2 separate regions of the Gossypium hirsutum genome follow, and region 1 is linked to region 2. Evidence: chromatin contacts called from public Hi-C data. All regions are on one chromosome and are shown on one strand. The core of a region is the stretch at or near the end of the contact, and the rest is flanking DNA. Distances in the headings are between cores, read along the strand shown.

Region 1 (5,733 bases), core at 58-2,557, 260 kb before region 2:
GAGGAGAATTCGGGATGTGGAACAGAATATCAATAATCATATTAAATTTGGAGAAATTTCAGTGGATGATTACAACAATGTTTCAAACTGGCATGTACCCATTTTGGCCATGACAGCAGATGTTATTCAAGCTACACACGAGGAATGCCTACGGTGTGGAATGGATGGATATGTGTCAAAACCATTCGAAGCTGAGCAGTTATACCGGGAAGTTTCACGATTTTTCCATTAGGCATTATTAGATCAGAAACTGTTGGAAGAACATCTGCTCATGACTTGGCATGGGCACTAATGGGACTGCCTGTACTTTGGCATTCTTTGCGATACCTCAATAAATTCAGATTATTCCCAACAGTGAGTTCCTTACCCTCATCTCAAAAACTCTGAATTCTCAAGTATTTCCACTCATAAGGTTTTCCTCATGGTTTTGCTTGATGTACCTATGCTTGACCATTCAATTACTTTTTCAAACTTTTACAAAAACTAAAAACGTCATGTTTATCTGTTTTACCAATCTGTTGACATGTATGTGATGGTTGATGTTTTTGCAGGGAAACATTTGTTTTTGTTGCAGAGTGTACATAGAATCATGCTTGAATATAGGGATTGAGTTTTCTTGTAGTTTTACAATTAAGATGGCAAAGCCTGTTGATCCTTTTGCTTTGATTTGTAAAGTTGGTCATTCCAATTCCAAGTCCTTTTCAGCAGGGTTGGTAAATTGAGATATCTGTGCAGTAAGAACTAATTGACTTGGGGTTAAAAAGCAGTTTGCTAATGGAAATGGAGGGAAGAAATCCTATTCCAATTCCTGGAGTGTGTTCATAGAAAATTGCAGCAATCCTCGTTGTGTTAGTAATAAAAACTCCTGCAAAATTAAAGCTGTTTTCTCTGAACATTATTTATCGTATCATAGTGATCAAATTGAATTGAAAGAATTGAAGATCGCTTGCTTCTCAGCTACTGAAGGGGAGATTGCACCCTTGTAAATTAACCTTGTATTCATAATGATTGATTACTCCTTTTCCTTTTTGTTAAGCTTTCTTCTACATGTTTAGTTTAATAATATTATGAATGCAGCACAAAAATATGCTTGAAAATCAAATCATTATAAATTATTAATATACTAAAGTTTATTATAGAATATTTTATGATATTGCAAAATAGGAATTCATGGAAGTAGAAGAGAATAGGTGACAAAATGCATCCATTTGAATTTATCTATCACCCTCTCTATTTTTCAAATAAGGAACATAACAGGGGTATAGCCGCTTTCATCAGAAACAAGTCTGGCCCATTAAAAGTATAAACACCAATTGGCCATGAAGCTACAAGTGCGGCAACCCCTTTCCCTCTCTACGGTTGTCTACAACAGGACGATGAACAAGAAGTTTAATCCGGCTGATGATAGATCAATGAGCAAAATCCTCTGCAAGTCACTGAGCATCCCAACAACCTCCAAACCAAACGTGGAGCACCCAGATTTCAGGCGTGAGAAAGTCCCTCCAAAAACACCCCAACTTCTTCGCAAATCCACTGATCTACTCACTCCCTTAATACTACTTTTATAATAAAAACTACAAGATGCACGCACTGCGCATTGCAAAACTTAGTCGGATTTTTAAGTATGATACATGTTCTACATGTAATTATTTTATTTTTAACTAAATAATTTTAAAAATTCATTTGTCAAAATCATGTAAAATTGATAAAATAAAATAAAAAAATTAAAAACATTCTGTCACATAAAATAACATAACTTGAATTATTAACATGCGAAGAATTATATAGATTTATACTACTTTACCGTAAAAAAATGAGAACACAGTACAAACAATTAATTTTTTTTATTTAATTGCAAATTATATGAAAATATGTTATGAATTAAAATATGACATGAACAAAACAAATTATTTTCTAAATTAAATTACAGTAATAAATTATACAAAACACAATATAACATAAAAAATAATAGAAACGTAATTGACATATACGAATGTATCAAAATTTACATAAAATGATTTAAATTTAAGATTAAATCATGATTTGACCTTTAAATTATCATACTTTTTCTAATATCTATTTTTTTTGCCTAAATTAAAAAAATAATTTATGTCAATATAACTCAATACCATATTTATCCCTCAAAATAATATATTTCATTTTGGGAAAAGTAGTATGAATTTTTTTGGCCTTAATCTTTTTTTCCGAAACAGTTTTACTAACCCTTGAACTATATTACTTTATCAAGATTAACTAGTGTTCAGTGTAACTTAATACCATATTTATCTCTTAAAACGGCTCAAAACTAATTATCCACGATGTTAAATTGCTATAGATTATATAACTTTTCATTGTCTTAAAATACTCTAATCCCATATTCATATTTATCTCCAATTATATATAAAAAATATCTTTTAAAAAAACTAATACTATTATAAAAATAAAAAACAGAGGGTAAAGAACAAAAAAATAGGGAAGCAAAAGAGAGAGAGAGCATATTTTTATTGATCAATGAGGATATTTACAAAATTTCTCCTAAGTTTCTATTTATAGGCATAAGAAGTATAAATAAAATAAAGATCTACTTCTAATTACTATTAGAATTTAAAATACATCAAAACTTATCTTGATCTTGATGGACATCCACTTAATAAGATATTCATAATACTCCCCCTTGGATGTCCATTGCTAGATAATGTGTCTCATTAAAACCTTATTAGGAAAAACCTTGTGGGATAAAAACTTAATGAAAGAAAAATAGCATATACACACATACAAAAATTCAAAGATGAGAAATAGTTAACTCTTGATCAAAAACCAATTGTAATTGGGGAGCATTTATAACTTATTGGCTTGATGCGGACAACACATAAATCAATATAATCTCATGTTGAAAAAAGAAATTTAGTTCTCATAAGTAATGGTTTAGACATTCATCAGAGGCGTTGAAACAATAATTTCTCTAAACCATTATGCACATAAATAATAAACTTTTACAAAAGTTTTTCAAACTCAATCAATAAAAGGTTGAAATATAAGCTCAACAACTTTAACAAGATGATTTGTCTTAATTGCATAACCTAAAATTAATTATTTAAACAAGCAATCTTGCAAATGACATATTACAAATTAATAAAACATATGTGATTATTTTGTAGATGCATCTATCAAAATCATTCACATGGTGGATGAATGAGCCCATATTTATTTCAGAAATGCAAGACATTAAAGCTCACCTTTAGCTAGTGAGTATTTAATAAGCAATTTTCATTGAGAACAAGCAACAAATGAAAATTCTTTAAATTAAAGAATCTTCTGGTTCTTTAATGAATGTGCATATGAATTCTCAATTAATTTTCGCATCTTATATGATTTAAGATGGTTTAACTGGTCACACCAAGTAGTAAATGCATTTGTATAAGGAAACTTCTGATTTACTTTAACATGCATTTCAATTGTACTAATAATGTCAATATAAATTGTGACAAATTGATAATTTTACTGTCATTTCTTTTACTTTGTATCCACATATAAGTATTATTGTGACATTTACTACTGAAAATGTCTAAATCAATGTGAAGTTTATAATGTCACTAAGTCAACAAAATAAATATAATTTCCAACTAATTGTATGCAATATTCACTTCAGGGAATATGCCAAAATCTTCAAATGTCCAAAAAATGATTATAAATTGTCTCTCTTCTTAGGAATTTCTTGGAAATTCTTGTTCTTTTCTTGCTTTCTTCATTTTTCCACTTCTGGTGGTGAGAAAATTTATTACGACGATCCCCCATGACTATTATTATAGTTCAATTTTACTACATCCACATCAAAGATTATGCCTTTTAAATTTATTACATATTGTTACATTCTCTTCAGGGAATGGTTAGGTTTCGTGGTTAAAAACTTTTGTTCAATCATAAGTAAATTTTTTTTCATGATATTGCTACTGTAGAAGCACATTTGAATCATGGAAAGTTGAATAAGTTCTCTCTTGCAAGGTTCTCATAAGTAATATTTTTCCACGTAATTTTAATTGAGAACTTATTTTGAATACTAAAGAGTTATACTCACAATTTTAAAAAACTTGCAACTTTAGGTGCATCCAACCATAACGAGCTTTAGATAGATTTACCATATTTTATTGCTCATAAGTAGATCTTTCACAGTCAAATATTTTGCTTTCAATCCCTTAATAGGGATGATGACAAAAGAAGATTACAAAGATAGTCACAATCGATTCAATTTATAACAAGAGTAATAAATATAAATCAATAACCCAATCCTTTTTTGATTCATATGAAATATAATTTTTTCCTCATTCACAATCTCAATATGAAATCCATTATGAATATATTTTAAAACCAATGGATTAACCATCACAAGATATTAATATATTAGCTCTTCTGGAGCTTTTGACTAATTTTGTACTACCAAATATTGAAATAATATTAATTTTTATTTTCTTCTATGCTTGTATTCACTTCGAGGAATGCAATAGATTTACTAGGACGAACTTATAAACATCCTAATAGGTTCTTTATTTCATAATCACCATTGCAAATATGTGTGGATTTCAAATCAAAATCTATCTATTCATGTGTCATGATTAGTCTCCAATTATAATAAATATGATATAATAAATAAATCATAGTAAAATATACCTGAAAAACTTTAACATCATCGTCATCACCCTGGCTATTATCGCGAGAACTATTGCAAGTAGTAAAACAAATTTGTTTTCGTTATAACATTTATAATCAAATAGAAAAAATCATTTAATAAACAATCAAAATTTTTGTGTACGATGCTTGAAAGTTATTTGATACACATTGTACCAAATTTCAATGCCACATATATGTTATAAAATCTTATGAAGCTTCTAATCAAATATTTATAAATTCAATTTAAAAGATATAATACAATAATTTCAAGCATACTTAATAACAATAATTTAATCATAAAAAAATTTAATCATCCAAATATCGTACATATTATAATTTAATAAAATAATCTTAATTTAAAAGAAACCCTAAAGTAATAATATTTTTCATAAAATAATTTTACCAAAAATTAATTAAAAAAAGGAGAAAAACATACCACGTAAAGATTATATAAATTTTTTTGTATAATGATTACCCATAATACGTAGGCCTCAATTGAAGATTGAAATAGTAGTAGCTCTAGAAGGCAATCAACAACAGCTTGAGTAGCAAATTTGAGTGACTGGCTATTGCATTGCTTGTTGCTTGAAAGGGGTAAGACTTGGTGAAAGGGAAAATTTTTTGTGACTTATGGAGAAAAACAATTAAAAGAGAATCGTGCTGATAACATGTTATAAAATAAAAGACAGAGAGTAATGAATAAAGAAAATGGGAGAGCAAAAGAGAGAGCGTATATTTATTGATCAATGGGGGATATTTACAAAGCTTCTCCTAAGTCTCTATTTGTAGGCATAAGAAGTATAAATGAAGTAGAGATCTACTTCTAATGACTATTAGAATTTAAAGTACATCAAAACTTATCTTGATATTGATGGACATCCACTTAATAAGATATTCATAACCCCCCCTTAGATGTCCATTGGTAGATAATGTGCCTCGTTAAAACCTTACTAAGATAAAAACCTTGTGGGAAAAAAAATCCTAGTGAAGAAAAAAAGAGTACACGTATCTCTAATCCGCATAATATGCTGCCTCATTAAAAACCTTACCAAGAAAATCCAATGGGAC
Region 2 (5,995 bases), core at 2,139-4,638:
AACAATATCATTGTAAAATTTGAGATGAAATTATGTCATAAGAGGTGGAGGTTAGAAAATGTTTATGTTTAAATTTTTATAGCTGCAAAGTTATTTTAATTTGACATTATAATATTTTGTATTTTGTTGTGGTATGATATATAAAATATATATTATCTAACCACAATGATTTATTAGTGACATGATTTTATTATTTGTTACGTTTGATAAATGTTTTATTTATACCTATTCATTTTATTCTTATATGAATAAATAAAATTTTATTTAAAATAAAATTTATATGATTATATGCCTCTGAAGAGCTAATATTGCATCAAACTGTAAAAAGCTCTTTAAGAGCGTATATTTTAGCTCCTTGTGATGCAAATTTTTGTAAAATATAATATTATTTTTTAGATCAAGAAGATATATGTTGAATAAAACTTTTATGTGTTTTACATTAAAACCATATATATAAATAACATGAGATACTCATGTATTTGTATTATATAAATTCCTAAAGGAATACATTATACTATATGATTGAAATATCTAGTGTGCTCCTGTAGTAGCAATATTGTGAAAATGACTTTAACAGTATTTTCGAATGATCTCATACCTTCTAGTGGCTAAGCAAAATAACAAGTTACTAATGAAAAACTATGAAATTCTTCTCACTAGTTTTGCTTCATTCCTTGAAGTGAATGTAATAGTACATAACAATTATGAAAAATGAAAATATAGAGATCATTATTGTTGTTGTAATTGAGGGTGTGATTGGAGACTAATCATGACAACATAAATAGATAGATTTTGATTTAAAATCCACGCATATTTTGTGATGGTGATTATGAAATAAAGAATCAATGGAGGCATATAGAAGTCTATTATCCTACTAGATTTATTGCATTCTCTGAAGTAAATGCAAATATAAAGAAAATAAAATATATAATCATGGACCACTAAAAGTGGGAACATAGTATAAATAAGAGAATAATGAGAGTTTTCAAGATAACTCTTCAAAGGGTAAAGATAACTTATGTTATCAATGTGATATGAAAGATTGTTGGCCACATGTGGCATATGTCCAAATATTTTGTTTCTGTTAATATTCTTTGAGGAATGATATAAGAATGTAGTAATAAATTCTATCATTATAGATAAAAAATATTTATCTTATTTAGTACTAAAACAAACAAATATTATTCCAATATTTGATACTACAAAATTAGCCGAAAGCTCTAGAAGAGCTAATATATTAATATATTGTGATGGTTAATCCATTGGTTTTAAAATATATTTATAATGGATCTTCTTTTGAAATTGTGAATGAGGAAAATATTATATTTCATATGAATCACTATTGCTATAAATATTTATTTTGAAATGATGAAAAAGAGAAGATTAGGTTATTAATTTATGTTTATTTTATAATATTTGTAATCTTTTGACATCATCTCCATTAAAGAGTTGGAAACAAAATATTTGACTGTAAAAGATCTATTTATGAGTAATAAAATATGATAATTCTATTTAAAACTCGTTATGGATGGATGCACCTGAAGTTGTAAATTTTTTTTTAGATATTTGAAGATTTTGGTATATTCCCTAAAATGAATATTACGTATAATTATTTTAAAAATTATATTTATTTTGTTGACTTAGTAATATTATAATATTCACATTGATTTAGACATTTCTAGTAGTAAATGTCACAATAACACTTATATGTGAATACAAAGTAAAAGGAATGATAATAAAATTATTAATTTGTTACAATTTAGTACAATTGAAACACATGTCACTAATGTGACAATCCACTGTATGTCACCTAACTTTTCCATCTATTTTGAGATAATTTGGCAAGTAATGTATGCTTAAAAGAGAAAAATTAAATAAAGAGTTAAATAATTTTTTTGAAAAAGTTGGAGGGCTAGAGTAGTGATTATGCCAAAAAAATTAGCTTAGAAAGTAAGGGAAATGTTGCAGCCAGAAATTGATTCAATTCTCTATAGTTGAGCAGTATTAAGCTACCGCACTTACACATGAATCAAGCAAATTCAATTACAAGCAGATTTTTCCGTTTTTATTGGATATATATCAAACCTATAAGTAAAATTTAACTATTTCATAAGATAGAATGAGATGACCAGTCTCACGGGTATGCCGAAAGGAAGAAGTAACTCCTTTCAACCCAACTCCGACCGCTGACCCCTACTACCTCAAATTACACTTAAAATTCTAAGCAAGGCACCTTTCTAGAACTCATCTTTTGACCCTCTTTGCCATTTTTATTCTGATTGTAACTTCGATTTAAGTTTGATAAAGTCATTTTATAGAGGCCTGTTTGAAGTAGGATAAAAAAGTAACGGTAAGATTGTTGTTCATTACATTTTGGGGCTAAATTAAGGCCAGGACAAAGGATGTAAATGAGATAACGGTGTTCACAAGTTACTCATGTTCAACTCAAAAATAATTCGAATTTGATTTGGTAATAATTAAGCCAAGCCCAAACTTGAGTTATCAAACAAACTGAATTCCAACTTAATAATACTTAACTTGAAAACCTAACGAGTCTCGTCAAACTTTTCATATTATTAAATTATATTATTATCCTGAATATATATTATTAACCATAAACTTAATTATTGAGTCGAGTTCGAGTTCAAAAATAAAAATTGATGAACAAACTTAATCAAAGCTCGACAGTTATTTCTATAGAACCAACAAAACCTTATAAAAACAATGCTTGCACACACATCAACATACATAATGCCAATGTGTGACTTACCGCATGAAAGGCATATGGTGATTTCCCCGTGTTTAGCCGTGATACAGAACTCGATTGGAACCCAATCCTCCGATCCAAAGCAATTACCTAATGCCGCTTTATATAACTATGAGCTCCAAAGGTGACCGCGGGTGGTCCAAAAATGAGCACAAGCTCTGCTCTCTCTTACAGGCAAAATGTGGAACTGTATTCTTTTTCTTGATAATCCGACTGACACAGAGTATGAGATAGTTTCAACTCAACAAGGCCATGTTTGATATAGATTTTTCCAAACAAAACTTAAAAGAAAAACAACATGAAAAGTTTCCCATAACCAATTAAAACCACATTTGGGTTATAAACATTGAAAAGGGAGACATTGAAGAAACGAGGAATTCATGTAATGGCGTTTGGAGGCGGGAATGCGGTGAAAAGCATCTCTGATGGGGAAGTCGAAAGATGGGAAATTGGTATAAGAAAACCAAATATCCCATCCCAACGACTAAAACCAACCAAAAAAATCAAAAAACACAAACCCCGTACCATGATGCCATGGATAAAGGGTCTGGTGTGCAGGGCTAATTGGAAGGCAGGGCAGCCTGTAGAGAACCCACCGGTATTTTAAGAGCCACGAAAATACTGCTCTCCCCTATTTGTCTCACCCCTTTCTCCCCTCCCAACCCTAAAAACTAGGCCGAAGAAACACTGTTGGAACTGGAAAAAGAAAAGAAAATAGAACATTTTGATGATTGAATTGAAGGCCTAATTCCTAACCTAATTTTTGCAGATTTGACGATAGCAAAGCGGCTGAATGGTAAGAACCCTACAATTTATTCATAGAGCAATTGATCACGTGAAGCTCACGTGGCTTAATATATCTTATTCTGTTGTCCATTGGCCAGCCCGGGTCAAATAAAAAGTTTAGGCCCGACCCGGTTCGACTGCATTAAAAGTTTTTATATAAAAATAAATTTAAAAATATAATACATCAAATACACTAAAATCATTAAAATAAATGTTTCTCAACAAATGAAAAAGATTAAATATATATAATTAAATAATACTAAGTAAGTGCAACTTAACAAATAAATACTACTAAAATAGTAGCAAAATTAATAATAAAACAAGAATTATACAATATCCAAACAATAACAATAACATAGTAGCAATATAATAACGAAATGATAGCAAAATAATGAAAAAAAGTAAACATGCCTTATTTTTTTTGCAAATTCGAGTAGTGCCAAGCCCGGGCCTAGCTCGTTTAGAAAACATGCCTTATTTTTTTTGTCTAAGCTTATTTTTAATGCCTATATTTTTGCCCAAACCCTCCCACTTTTCAGGTGAGCCTTCGGGCCAAGTTGGGTGGCCCAACCCATGGACAAGTCTATCCTCGTTTTGTGTCATATTTCTTTTTATTTTGGGAAAAAACCTCTCCAGTCCTCCTTAATTTTTGCATTGAGCATACTAGTCTCTTTCAGAAAAAAATAATTGTCACTGTCAATTTTAAAAAAGACAATTAATAAGGGTATAATAACAATTTTTTTTATCACCATAATAATAATTTTAGTCTTTAATATTTACATATTTTATTGATTTGATCATGATTCTAAAAAAATTAACAATCTAAAGCTCAATATTTACACATTCTATTAATTTGATCCTAATTCTAAACAATTATCTAAAAATAAAATTATAAAAATTTAAAATATATAAATTTAAAAATTCTCGAAATTAAAAATATACAATTAAAATATATGAATATTGTATTGAATTGGTATTATATTTAATGTTAAATATAACTAATTAGTAAACTAGATTTATGTGAATCTCTTAGTTGAGTCAATGTTACGAGTCAATCGAGTATCAATTTAATTGAGAAATTTTACTAAAATACCCTCACTTTTATAAAGTACAAGCTATTTTTATTATTTCATGTTTTTTAGTAAAATAATACTATAATAAAATTTAAACTTGGGTCACAATCACATGAACTTTAAACTTTTATCTTAACCATCTTAACAGAGGCCACATTTAATTTTAAAATAAAATTTTTATAAATATATATTTTACGTATTTTTTCCCGTGTGACATAGAATTAGTATTATTTATTATGTTAAAAGCAATATTCTTTAAATATAAAATTTATTTTTCCCTAAAAGAATATAGTTTTTTATTTCATTATTTTATTATTAAATATAATTAATAAATGGCTTAATATTTGATAAGTTATTAATGTATAAGTCTTATGCACCATCAACTAATAATAAAATAGCACATCATCATTGCTATAAAATAAAAAACATTGAAGGACTTGAAAATAAATATTATTAACTTTATTAAATATAATTAAATATTAATTATAGTTATTTTTTATTTTTCATTTTAGGTTTGAATTTTGAATTTTAAATTTTAGGGTTTGGTTTTTTATTTTGGATTATGGATTTGAGATTTTAAATTTTTAGTTTCAGATTTTTTTTGGTATATATTTATGTTTAACAGTTATAAATAGTATTTATTTTTCTTAAAAATAAAATTATTTCTATTTATCTTTAAACCCTTCAATATTTGTTTTCTTAAAATGATAACGTTTCATTTTATTGTCAACTGATGGTGTATGAGACCTATGCACCGACGGTGCATCAAAAATTCTGTCTTAATAAATTACAATAAAAATTATTTTTAAAATATAAAAATATAATATTTAAAAGATTAAAAACTTATTTTTCTCTCTTTGACCCATGAATCTCCTTTTCTATCTTTCAACTTTCTCCATCTATGGTGTTCCGAAAGCTTGAAATGAAGTTTAAGTTTCATTTGGTGACTTACTTTGATCGAAATATTAACGGTAAGTGGTTCCTTCAAATTTCCTTTGACGATGTCAGATTTCACTTAGGAATTGAAAGACCTTTTCAAAAGAAGTTTGAAAGAATTTTTATTTGAAAAAGCTTTTGGTCGAACAAATAATTTAGTTTATAACTATTTAAAACAGTTTTGTTCTATTTTATGTTAGAACAAAAGTTGGGAAAGAACTGGAAAATTTATGTAATAAATCCAAAACGTAAGCAAAAAAAGATTAGGATATCCTTTCTAAGCATATCAAACTTCTTTTATCTCTTCTCTAAGTTATACAAGTAAATGATGATGATGATTTTAGAATGTTGGCTACGAAATATCTCCAAATTTGTTACTTTAGTGAGATTTAATAAAAAATCAAACATGACAACTTAAAGGTTTTGACTGCTT

Evidence for each region. Hi-C and Micro-C count contacts between places; a contact is called where the count stands out from the background.
Region 1: a Hi-C map of leaf shows a contact between it and region 2, with 1.9 times the contacts expected there. The contact joins two enhancer-like sites. A contact is called at or near these places in 2 of 34 Hi-C or Micro-C datasets (both in leaf).

The regions. Positions count from the first base shown.
Region 1 is chrD02:56,356,320-56,362,052 of Gossypium_hirsutum_v2.1, reverse strand. LOC107909856 (histidine kinase 3) reads left to right here. Exons shown (of 11, transcript XM_016837543.2): 10 at 1-354; 11 at 552-1,035. The coding sequence ends at 232. Among protein-coding and RNA genes, the nearest start is that of LOC107909856, 8.8 kb to the left of the region's middle. Within about 2 kb of position 1,307, at least 5 of the 9 cell types and tissues checked have an H3K27ac peak or open chromatin away from gene starts, as enhancers often do. A contact at or near this core is called in leaf, where this site is marked.
Region 2 is chrD02:56,095,069-56,101,063 of Gossypium_hirsutum_v2.1, reverse strand. No RefSeq gene overlaps it. Among protein-coding and RNA genes, the nearest start is that of LOC107909849, 7.7 kb to the right of the region's middle. Within about 2 kb of position 3,388, at least 7 of the 9 cell types and tissues checked have an H3K27ac peak or open chromatin away from gene starts, as enhancers often do. A contact at or near this core is called in leaf, where this site is marked.